Regions from separate parts of the Gossypium hirsutum genome. Here region 2 is linked to region 1. Evidence: chromatin contacts called from public Hi-C data. All regions are on one chromosome and are shown on one strand. The core of a region is the stretch at or near the end of the contact, and the rest is flanking DNA. Distances in the headings are between cores, read along the strand shown. Region 1 holds the start of LOC107939206. Region 2 holds the start of LOC107948432.

Region 1 (2,700 bases), core at 95-2,594:
GTTAAAATGAGGGGTTAGAGTAAAATATCGAACAACCTGTGGTGCATAATACATTCATTCTCCACGAGATTAAGACAGATAAAGAGATATAATTGTTATAGACCTAGCCTCAAATGCTGCTCCAAGAAACGATAAAGTCCAAATGAGGGGGTAAGAGTAATCGGAAAGATGTGATGCATCATGCATTTATGCTCCAAAGTCCATCCCTCACATTCTAAGATATGTTGAATAAAAGCATGATTATTGCACAACATCAAACGGAAAAGACATGATGAATCCAGAAAACCTATGAAACTTACTTATACATACAGTACTTGAATTCTTGGCTCCTTATATAATCTTTCTCTCCTTCTTCGAGCTACAATATAAAAATCCGAAAAGAAGAAACCATTAAACCAGATGATATAAACAGATGCAGTAGACCACCACAACAACGAGGGATTTTACATACCGGATCACTTTCATATATAAGCTCGTAACAAGCAGGAGAAAGGCACTTTAAGGCACAATTCTCCTTTGCTATTGATGAAGACTTGCAGTGCCCACCCCACAGTCCACTGATTTCACCATAAAAAAGAATAAAATATAATATTACACCAAGAAAAGAAATCTTGAAATTAATACATTGTGTTAAGCATCAAAACCCAAAGTTTCCTTATCCAATAATCTTTTTCACCAAAAATAAAAATGTTAGAGGAAAAATGAAAGTTGAATTGAGAAAATGGTATAAAAACTGAAATAAATTCCACTGAAGTACCCAAGATTCAATCAAATATTAAGAACCCAGATTTGTTACAATTCAAATAAGAAAAAAGAAACCCTAATCGAAGACAAACAGTGAATATAAAAGAAAATTAAAGAAACCCAAAATTAAAAGGAGAAATGGGAAGTACCCACCTGTCGATATCAGCATAACATTCACTCTTCTTTTTCTTAATCTCAGAATCCTGTGAAATACCGTTAAAACAACCCATTAGAAAAACAAATACAATAAAAGAGTTTCGAAATAAAAAACTGAAAAAATAAATTTATAAAGATAGAAAAAGTCGGCATGTACTGTGATCGGATTTCGAGATTTGGCAAGGACTAACGGAAGGAAATATGAAGAAGGCAATAGAATTAACAATAAAACAAGGTAACACAAATTAGTTTTGGACATTGATTTTTGTTTCTCTGTAGTTACACAAGCAGAGGAACTTGGAAGGTGATTCCTTTTGTGAACCGTCTCACCGTTACTCGAACTGACTTCGGAAGGAGGGCACTTTAATATCGTTTGTGCCCATCCACGACACCGAATCGGGTGGGGTTAGAAGACTTAAAGCATGTATTTATTTTCATTGGGGTGTGTTGAAATTTTCTTTTCTTGAGTTACAATATTTAATTTTATTATCATCATTATTTTTATATTAATCGTATTAAAAATATAAATTAGTATCTTTTTCATTACAGATTTTGAATGCATAATGAATAAAATATTAAGATGTGTTACAAACATTAATAAAATAAATTTAAAATTTAAAAAAATTAGAATTATGCATATAATGGATTTGACCAGATTTATTTGAACCTAGATAAATGATTGTATAATTATTTATCTAGGATATTTTGAATGTATTTTTTAGTAATTTTATTTTTATAATATAAAAAATAACAATATATATTTTAAAAATAAACTTTGTATTTTATAAGTTTTTGTTTTTACTTTTTTATATTTAGAATTTTTTTTAAAATTTTATGATTTTATTTTTTATTTCAAGTGTATAATAAATTTGGATAAATGATTGTCTCAATACAAATAAATTTGGACAATCTTTTATTTAGGTTCATTTTAAATGTGTATTTATAATATCAAAAATTATTTAAAATATAAAATTATTTTTAAAACAAATCAATATCTTAAAATAAATTCTATTTTTATTACTTAAATTATTTATAATCATTTTAAAATATAGAATTTATTTTAAATTTATCAATATAAAATAAAAAAATATTTTTAAATTGTTTAATATTAGTTTCTAAAATCTGGAATAAAAATAAAATTTATTTAAAAATGATTTACTAATTAAGTAATAAAAACTAAATTTCTTTTAACTCTAAAATTTATATTTAAAACATTTTTTATTATTAACTTTTAAAGTATAAAATGTATATAAAATTACTAGAAAAATACATGTTCTAACTGAACATGGACAAAATGTTCTCCCACTTCATTTATATCAAGAAAATCATTTGTTCATATTCATTGTGCACTTGAAATAAAAATAAATAAATCCTAAAATTTAATTAAAAATCTAAAAAATATAAAAATGAAAACCTAAAATTTTATAAAATATATTTTATTTTTTTTAAAAAATATACTGTTATTTTTGAAATTATAAAAATAAAAATTATACAAAATATATACAAAATGAGCACAAATAAATGGTTGTCCTAAGTTCAAATGAAATTGGACAACAATTTGTCTTGGTTTATTGTACAACAAAATAATAAAAAATAAAGTTCCTAAAATCTAATAGTCTTACTCATGTATAATAAAAAGTACCAACTTGGGTTACAATTTCCAAGATTAAGTTTTAGTCATGTCCAAATAAAAATTTAGAAACAAAATAGATACCTTAGTAATATTAAGCCTTAAAATTATCAACAAATTCAAAATCTATTTAGATCTATCTCTATTACCTTTTGAAGATATATATTATA
Region 2 (2,700 bases), core at 94-2,593, 140 kb before region 1:
TACTTAGATTAAAGATAGATTAATCTTAATTAATCATGTTTTTTTCACTAATTTAACATATTTATATTCATTAATTACAATTATATCAATTAAATGGCTACATCACCATTTCCCACTATCTCATAGAAAAACAATACTTTAATAACCATTTAGGTGCTTTGGATAATTGCAAACTAAGTCCTCAAGTATTTTCTAAATTAAAATTTAATAGCGATTGGACTTTTACAATTTAGTCCCTAAACTTTAATTAATGATTTTTTCGGTTAAATTATTTAATCTGTCTTTAAAATATTTCCATACCAACTCTGTAAATCTTCTTATTTTATTTTTACAGACTCATTTTAAGGAAATAGGGTTCCGAAATCGTATTTTTGACACCAATAAAAGTTGAGTAGTTACATTTCCCTCATTTTCTCTCACTTTATCAATTTTTGAAAATTTTATCTACTTTTATTTAAATTTAAATTTTAAAAAATTTTAAAAAAGAATTTCAAAATTTTATTATATTATATATAATCAGGGTCAAATTGATAGAAAGTATAAAAATCGAGGACTAAAATTGTTATTATACCAACTAAAAATGTTCGCTTAACCATAGGTGACAAAATCTTTGAAAACAATAGTGATCAAATTGTAACTTTTTTGTAGTTAAGTGACCAAAATAAAAATTTACCCATAATTTTGTGATTAATGGTGGAATTTACTCTAAAATAAAAATAAAAAGTCATGGGTAAATTACACCATAGGTCACTCAGCTATGGGTCATTTTCTTTTTTGATCACCCAACTATGATTTTTTTTAAAAATTGATCACTCAATTATGGATTTGTTTCTTTTTTTTTTGACACCCAACTATATATTTTTTTTAAAATTGGTCACCTAATTAATCGAGATTATATTTTTTGGTCCATTTCCGTTAATTGCACTAATGGAAAGTGACATGATAGTTGAAAATTCGATATAATAACAAATTTAGCCTTCAACTTTTACATAGTATATTGATTTAGTTATAATTTTAAAAAATTAAGACAAAAATTTACAAATAATCTCAATTTGATCTTAATTTCTAAAAAAGATTCAAAGAAATATATAAAAATACATAAATATTTCAAATAAATAATAAAGTTAAATTTTATATTTATATTTATATTAAATAAAAATTAGGATTAAATTGAAAATATTTATCAATTTTGAGAGTTAATTTTTTAAAATTATGACTAAATCGATATAATATGTAACTTAAATTTATTATTATATTAAATTTTCAACTACCATGTTACTCTCCCGTTATTACAATTAATAGAAATGGATAAAAAGTACAATTTTATCCAAAAGATAATAATGGATGACATGTGGGTGCAGTTTACCCAAAAGTCATAGATGAAATGTGAAGATTGGATCTGCGAAGTACATCACCACATGTCCACATCCACACGTTACTATCATCCACTTTCAATGTGCTACGTCACTTCTAATTTTTGAAACGCCACCGTATCAGGTGTCCTTTCCCTCTCGTCTTTTGCTTTATTTTTCTTTCCGCCGTAAATCCACCATGGGATACACCTTCATCTTTGTTTCATTGGCACACTGAAACCTTAAGAATCTCCAAAGCTACGTCGTTTCTGAAGTCATGGGACAAGTCCTAGACAAATTCCATGGTAAGCTTTGTTCTCTCCCTTTTAAATTTCCCTTTATCTCGAAACTTTGTTATTCAAAAGTTTATGATATTTGAAACCCATAAGTCGATTCTTTTAAATCATGGGAATTAAGGGCGCTTTTTTTTAATTATTTTGGTTTATATTCCATAAAATGGTATTCTCTTTTAGCCGTATCTTACTTTTGTAAAGACTATATTATATTTAAATTAAAAAGAAAGGGTCTAACTTTTTGTTTTCTATAGAAAATTAAATTTCTAATTTTTATTGTTTTAAAAGTAAGGATCAAATTAAGCTTTAATTATCGCTTTAGAGAAATGGGTATCTGGAATTATGATGGGTAGATGTTCATGTTGAGTGATTAGTTTGAAACAAGTGTTTTTTCATGGCTTCTGCTTTCATTGATATTTACCGTGCTGGGTTGGATTTGATATTCTCTGGAAACTGTATTTTATTAGTATTGGGTTTAATGAGAGGAAGTAACGTTTCACTGTTTGTAGTGCTATAAGCGAGTATTTGATAGTTTAACACTTGGTTTTTGCAGGGAAGGAATGGAGAAAGAGACAGATTAGGAAAATCAGTGATAAGGTTTTTGAGCGTGTCAAAAATCAATCAGGAAGAGCTACTTTGACATTTGAAGATCTATATATCGCTGTCTTGCTGGTGTATAAGTGAGGAATTTTGCTTATACGTTCTATGTTTCATTCATTTCATAATCATCCAATGGTACATGTACTGTTGACCGCTTTCCATGTTAAATGCATCTTTAATTTATTCCTTCTGTAGTGATATTAATAAGCGTTTGCCTGGGCCGCACTTTGATCCACCCTCTAAGGACCAAATCAGATCAATGATGCAGGTAATCTACAACTCTTTCTCGAGAATATACATTATATAATATACTGGGTTTAATTTGTCAAATTTTGATATTCTTTACTTTACTAAAACTGAAAAGTTAGTCCAACTCGGTAAACACTATTGAATCTTGTTATAAAATCGTTGACTTCCAAACTAGCAGTTCATAGATTTATATGCTAGGAAGCAAA

Evidence for each region. A called contact is a pair of places that touch in the nucleus more often than the background predicts.
Region 2: a contact with region 1 is called in a Hi-C map of leaf, with 2.6 times the contacts expected there. The contact joins the promoter of LOC107948432 here to the promoter of LOC107939206 in region 1. A contact is called at or near these places in 4 of 34 Hi-C or Micro-C datasets (all in leaf).

What each region holds. Positions count from the first base shown.
Region 1 is chrA13:37,519,837-37,522,536 of Gossypium_hirsutum_v2.1, reverse strand. LOC107939206 reads right to left here and starts at 1,344. Exons shown (of 5, transcript XM_016872500.2): 1 at 1,058-1,344; 2 at 898-947; 3 at 452-557; 4 at 300-358. The coding sequence starts at 1,159.
Region 2 is chrA13:37,664,754-37,667,453 of Gossypium_hirsutum_v2.1, reverse strand. LOC107948432 reads left to right here and starts at 1,343. Exons shown (of 4, transcript XM_016882973.2): 1 at 1,343-1,657; 2 at 2,199-2,325; 3 at 2,441-2,513. The coding sequence starts at 1,630.